2 separate regions of the Mus musculus genome follow, and region 2 is linked to region 1. The links are chromatin contacts, called in public HiChIP or PLAC-seq maps. All regions are on one chromosome and are shown on one strand. Each heading gives the region's core, a stretch centred on a gene start, on an enhancer-like site or on the middle of the called end of the contact. The rest is flanking DNA. Distances are from core to core; before and after follow the strand shown.

Region 1 (3,332 bases), core at 56-2,555:
AGAGTCCTCCAGAGGGGGAAAAAAATGTCAACAAGTTGGGTCACATGTCTGCCAATGGCTTTGTCCCACAGAGGAACTGTTTTTAGATGTCTATCTTGGCATAGCCACTGGGAACCAATTGCAGATGTTGGAGGTGAAGTCATCTCTCTCCACCTGCGCAGGTTCTAGTAAGAAGGACTCATGCAGCTAGGACCCAGGTAACTCAGAGTGACAGGTGGCCTTTAGTTATATTCACCCAAACTTTGAGTTTCCAAGAAAGGAAACCAAATGGGACCTGAAACCAGTACTCACCCATCTGCCACTGAGTAAAGTTGCCTAGCACAGTACTGCAGACGGGTACTAGTGGCACACATTACTGCTTGGACTCTGGAGGATGGAATCTAAGACCAAGAGTCTGGGTGATCAGCACGTGGCGAGGACATTCTTCCTGGCTTGCAGATGCCCACTTCTCGTTAACCTTACAGTGCTCATGTGTGGAGAGGTGGGAAGAGAGAAATGCTCCAATCTCTTCTTATAGAGCCACGATGCCCACTTGACCCTGGAAACCCCTTTCCAACCCCATTGAATTTTAATGGCTTCCTTGAGGGCTCAGTCTCCAAATACAGTCATGCCAGGTGTTAAAATTTCAACATGGGAATCTGGGGTAGGGGAATTCTGCACACCTCACATGTGGGCTGGATCATGCTGACCTTCTAACACAAGCAGAAAACAACACAGACCTCAAGCCAAAGCCTGGGTTTGAGCTAAATACTTACAAAGGCTTAAGTGCCATGTCCTCTGTCCCTATGCCCTGTTCTCATGCCCCTGGGACTCAGTCACCAGTCTGAAGAGCACCAGCTCCAGGTCAGGCTGCAAATGGCTCTCTGGTATAAGTGTCTGGTTGATCAGAGCATCTCCAGGGGACGGGCAGAGGATCCCCACTTTCTACAGTGAAATCTGAAGCAGGAAGGGGTGGCAGCGAGGCCTGGCTGCTAAGTGGCAGGATTGGAATTTGATCCTAATCAATGTCGCTTTCTCGTTCCAACAACACACTCCCAGTGTGAAGCCTGTGATAGACAGACCAAGCTTAGCAGGCCAGGAAATCTCAGCTCAGTGAGAGGCTCAAAGCAAGAAGGGAAGTGAGGTGGGGGATGCACAGAGACTGCTGGTGTAGGGTTTGGAAAGAAAGCAACCTGGGGAATGTCCCAGAGCCCTGGATAAGATCAAGAGTTGGCTGGGAAAAACAGTGGGAGATGGGGCAGGGTGTATGCGGATGACAGGGTGGTAGGAACTAGCCCGGGTTTGAGCAGTGACCCATGGAGAGCCCTGCAATGCTGGAGTCTTAGGCCAAAGTCCAGAGTCTTGCCAGAGGAGGCCAAAGAGACAGGCCGGGCCTTTTGTGTGCCAGCTCAGTGAGAGATGTGTCCTGAGAACACCATGGTTCTGGAGGTACCACTGGCAGCCAGAGTGTAGATTTTAAACGGAACTAACCAGAGAGCTCCTGAGAAGATTAGGATGGAAAGGGCAAGGCCTAGACCCATAAGGGGCAGTGGGCAGATAAGGCAGGGAGGGGCCTGGCGGAGGAGAGATGGCTGAGACTGAGATATGCAGGGATGTGGTCCCAGAGAGACCAAAGAACCAAGGGTGTTCTCTCGCCACTGGTGTAAGCCATAGGGGTTTCCCCAGAGCAGGAACAGCAGATGCCAGCAAGGCAGGGCCAACTTCAGGCCATGCAGATGTCTGCTCCAACCCCTCCACCCCGGGCTTAACTGCAAAGCCTTGGGCAACATCTCATCCCCATCTCTATACCAGACAGAGCTGTGAGGAAGCCCCGAAGAGTGGTGTGCACAATGTCTGGCACTCCGGTGTCAGACACTGCTATTTATACCAGACACATAGATGTGTTTCTTCTTTGGAATGTGAACATATTCTTCAGGTCCCATCCGGAGAGAATGTCCCCACTCCGAGCCTACCTATAAACATTCCTGATGCCTCTAACTCCATTGCGTGTTAGGGGACCTCTTGGCTTTCAATAACAGACTCTTGGTTCACCAAGCTTCCCTGGATGCGTCGGGAACCCCCATCCCTGTCCCCAGCTCTGGTTCACTGGGGACCACTTCTTATACCTCCTCTCCAGGACAGAGGTCCTCCAACCAGAACAGCATGGCTACTCCCTCGCTAGTTGCTGAAACAGGGCTAGCATGAGGTGCTTGGCAAGTGTGTACTCACTGAGCACGAGTTGCCAAGTTTGCCCGGGGCTGATGACTTACGTACGAGTTTCAGTTTATTCCTCCAGTAGCCTACCAGAGGTGGATTTTTAAACTGATAAACACACCTGTGTTTAGCACAGAAAGAGAGTTCGCCCTGCTCCCTAGTACTGGTCCGGGAACAGTAAGCTTTATGGGCAAAGGAGCAAATTGACGTCTCCCAGGGAGTCGCTTCTGCTCCTGAGGAAGGAAGGCGCACTGTCTCGTTAAGCCCTTTGCTCCAGGAGGTAGTAGTATTATCCCCATTTTACAGACAAACAGACACACTGTAAGTCCGGTCTGTGGAGCGCCTATATGCCTTTGAGCCCAGGAAAGCACTGATGTTTATCCTAGAAACTAGGAAGGTTGGTTTGAGGAATGCTTAAAAATAGGCATTTTCCTATTATATTTTCCCACCCTTAGAACAGGTATTATGATGCAGTGGAGGGGGAAAAAAAAACACATGGTGACTCCGTTCCTAGCAAAATGTCATTTGTCCCCTTCACCCTGACATCAGCAAAGCCCACGAGGATAAAGACAGGCAGACAGAGACAGAAACGCCCCCCCCACCCCCCCACCCCCCACCACCCCCCACCCCCGTCACACTGGTTTCCTTTCCACACAGGCTGCAGCTCGGGTGGGTTTGGGGGTGCTGAGCTGCCTGCTGTAAAATCAAGGGCAAGCTGGAGAGCTGCATCTTCTCTTTGAAACAAGCCCTTGTTCTGACAGTATCTCATCCCCTGCTTCATGCTACAGACAGGACCATGCAAGGGAAGCTGGACTTGTGATACATCTGTGAGCAGGGTGCTTAGGCCCATCCAGGTTCGAGGAAGACTATTGCCACGGCCACCGCTCTTTCCCCCTTTCCCTTTCCCCCTCTCTCCCCTCCCCTCCCCCCACCCCCACCCCCCCACTCCGCCTCCCTTGCCCTATGTCTCCCTCCTCCCCTCCCCCCTACTCTCTTCTTCCTTCCCTTCCTCCAGGGCACCCGCAGGCCCCCAGGAGACCGGAGCATCCAGCAAAGCCGATCTCTGTGAAATGTTATCAGAGGAAACACTTGAGAACAAGTAGCTACACCTGCTGTCACCGGCTTCCTGGGCCCCCAAC
Region 2 (3,266 bases), core at 634-3,133, 970 kb before region 1:
CAACTTTTATCCTTTTCTTCATCATCTGAGGTCACCCCAAGGGTTCAGCATGGAACGAAGGGAACTGACAAGAGTCTTTTTGTTTGTTTGTTTGTTTTTGTTTTGTTTTGTTTTGTTTTGTTTTGTTTTGTTTTGTTTTGTTTTGAGACAGGGTCTTTAATCGCAAGGGTGGCTTGGCTCTCTCCTTTGACCTCTGGTTTCCCTGTCAGTCTTCTGCTGACACACAGGAGTCAAGATTGACAGGAGCTGTCTTTCCAGGTTGACTCTGTGTGAGCCTGATATCTAGGCTGCTATCAAGCATGAGGCTACGACACAATCCTGTGCTCTGTTGCACTCCCTGGTGCTCTCCAACCATCTGGGCATTGGGCTTCCCACAGCCCAGTTAGGATGACTCGCCTCCTGAAATAGCTGAGAAGTGAACCTTCTTTTTTCCAGTTCTGGTTCCCTTAAAGGGACCCAAGGTGCCCTGGGGGAAGCAGCATTTTGTTTTTCACAGACAGTCTCATAGTGTTTCAGATAGCCTGGTTTCTCTCTGCAGCTTTGTTTAGAGAGTGATTTCTGAGACAACCTTGTTGGCCAGGACAATCAACGTTTTTTTTTACTACCATCTACTCTCCACCTCTGCAGAGACAAGAGCTGCAGCTTCACTTATAGTCTCTCTCTTTTTATCTTTCTCTATATCTATGTGTCTCTATCTTTCTCTCCTTTTATGTCTGTCTGTGCTTTTGCCTCTATCTCTGTACCTCTATCTTGCTTTCTGAGCTCTCTGCAAAGGAAGCAAATGATCTAGATAGACATGTAAATAGGATGGAGTGGCAGCATTCCAGATCCTGGTTTGGTCCATCATTATGGTTTTGACTCTTGTGGGCTCATGTCTTTGAATATCTTGTATACTGATGTACTGTTTCCTTGGAAGAAGGATCTAGAATAACCTCTCCCTCCCAGAGGTAGCTTTTGTCAGACAGATCAGCACCACAGGAAGACTGGTGGAGTTAGCTCATGTTAAGGTATAGGTTTTATCTGCCTTGAGTTCAGTTCGCATCAGCGTCCAGTGAGGAGGCATCCTTCATCTTTCCATATAGTCAGCTGCCATTGCTTTAGAAAGAGAAAGGCTGTAAGCTGTTACTGAGTTCCTGGGAGCCCCCAAATAATGAATTCCTCTACCTGTTGACAGCCCCAGCTCTTAAGCTGGAACAGATGAAAGGACTCTGTAGGTTACTAGGCAGGTGAGCCCTGATGTAAAACCACTGGGCACTTTTCTAACACTCTGAGGTAGATGACACTGGCTCATGTGCAGGCTGGAATCTGTTTCAATAGGCTCCATAATGGAAATGCACACTGAACCCTCATGGACATGTTCTCAAAGGTGTTGGAGTACTACTGTCTTGTGAGCTGGACTGTGGGTTCTGGTCCTTTCTCTGGTTTTCCAGGCCTTCCATTTTTTTTATATGCATAGTAAGTAACAGGTTTTTTTGTCATCTTCTTGGTCCATTCAGTGATGAGTGGACATTGTAACCCTAGGGAAACTGACAGTGAAGGGACACTCTTAGTATTAAAGCTGGTCTCACCGATGGCAGCTACGACTCTCAGCCAAGAGCAATGTAGAGTGTGAGACAGTAATGAAGAAAGCTAGTAAGTCCAAGGTTGAATGCACATGTGGAAATACAAAGTGGAGTCATGATCAGTTGGGTACAAGGAAACACATCAGCTGTGATGTCCGCAGCATGGCATGTGGTTCCCTGTGAAGATAGCTAAATTTTGAAGTCAAATGTGTTCAATTTGTCTGCTTAGAAGTGAGCAGGCTTTGGACAGTGCAGTCACTATTTCCCAGGTGCATAGGTCCCAAGCCTAAGTGGCAACTGTGATACAACCTTCTGTGTCATTGTGGGGAGGGAAACGTGACGGGCAGGAAGTGGTAAAGGAGGAAGTCACCCAGAAGCACGTGCATCTGAGCTGGGCTTTGAAATACGCTGACCAGTTCATCCAGACAATGCTTGCCTCTCCAGGAAGTAATAATGTACAGGGTAGATACAGGACTCCATAGGCCAGGTGGAGAGAAGGAGGGAGCAGGAGGCTCCCAGGGCTGCTCAGGGCCAGAGCACCCACATCAGGTTAAGGATGTCCACTTGGTCCTCTTTGCATTTAAAAAGCCATCCTTTCTGCTGGGGAGAGACGACAGTTTAGGAACAGTTTGTGAAGATTTGTATATTATGTGCATATTTTAACTCCTCCCTTCCTTTCTCCTAGCTTCTTGCCCAGAAGAATGTTGTCAAGGGGGCAGAAATGAGCTGTGTGCATTTTCTGGCTTTCACACATCCTCAGTACTTTGGGGGAAAAGTGGTTTATATAAAAATAGTAACTGGGGATGAACCCAGTGCTGGCCAGGAAAGAGGGAGTTGGGGCCTGAGCGATGATTGGGTGTGAGGGTGGTGGAACAGGAGAAACGGGAGGGGTGAGTGTATGTGTATGTGTGCACACGCACGTGTGCATGTCCATGCATGAGTGTGTGTGTACATGTGTGTGGGTGTGTGTTTGTTGTGTGTGGATGTACATGTTTATAAGGTGTGTGACTGTAGTGAATGTAGAGTTGTATATGAATATGGGAGTGTGTAGGGAGTATTACATGAATAGAGTTTGTGTTTCAGTGTGTATTGTGTGAGTGGGGAAGAGTTGTCACCCCATGTCCTTCTCATGTGGAGTTTTATTCCTACTGTTCCAAGCCTAGACTGACCTTACAAGAGCTGGTTACTGGTACTGAGGCATTTGCCTGTCCCAGGCACCGAGTCTGTGTAGTGAATGATGGGAAATTACATGCTCAGTGTATAAAGTGACGAAGGTTGTAAATGTGTTCAATCCTCTTTCCACCTCTGCCCATTTCACACAGCTAGGGAAGCAACAGGAGAGGAGGGGGAATAATCAGTAAATGCAGGTGCAGACTTGGGGTGCTGCCAGGTCAGAAGGGTGCCACGGGCTGTCACAGAGCCTTTGTTAGCTGGAGAAAGTCCCCACGGAAACACCCACACAAAAGCCTGTTTGTCATTTCACAACAAAACCTTAAAGGGCGAGTGAAAATTACCCCAATTCTTAAGTCAAGAAATCCAAATTATTGGATGTCTGAAGGAGCATCAGCAGAGCCATCTTGTTAGGCATCAGAGCCCATGGAAGTCACCCTGTTCTATAAGCACAGCATCTTTGCCTCCTCGAGTCCATGTTATCATGGCTCAGTGGCTGCTTATCAAGGACACATTAGTTAACTTATAGAGAAC

Evidence for each region. HiChIP or PLAC-seq counts read pairs in DNA pulled down with a chosen protein or histone mark.
Region 2: a contact with region 1 is called in an H3K27ac HiChIP or PLAC-seq map of T-cell acute lymphoblastic leukemia, with 2.9 times the contacts expected there. The contact joins two enhancer-like sites. A contact is called at or near these places in 1 of 115 datasets of contacts at active chromatin or transcription factors (T-cell acute lymphoblastic leukemia) and 1 of 9 other capture datasets (embryonic stem cells).

The regions. Positions count from the first base shown.
Region 1 is chr12:25,218,629-25,221,960 of GRCm38.p6, reverse strand. The region is part of intron 7 of Gm36287 (a long non-coding RNA gene); the gene reads right to left. Among named protein-coding and RNA genes, the nearest start is that of Gm36441, 11 kb to the right of the region's middle. Within about 2 kb of position 1,305, at least 22 of the 459 cell types and tissues checked have an H3K27ac peak or open chromatin away from gene starts, as enhancers often do. A contact at or near this core is called in T-cell acute lymphoblastic leukemia, where this site is marked.
Region 2 is chr12:26,186,293-26,189,558 of GRCm38.p6, reverse strand. All of the region lies in intron 2 of Gm29687 (predicted gene, 29687), which reads left to right. Among named protein-coding and RNA genes, the nearest start is that of Gm29687, 23 kb to the left of the region's middle. Within about 2 kb of position 1,883, at least 55 of the 459 cell types and tissues checked have an H3K27ac peak or open chromatin away from gene starts, as enhancers often do. A contact at or near this core is called in T-cell acute lymphoblastic leukemia, where this site is marked.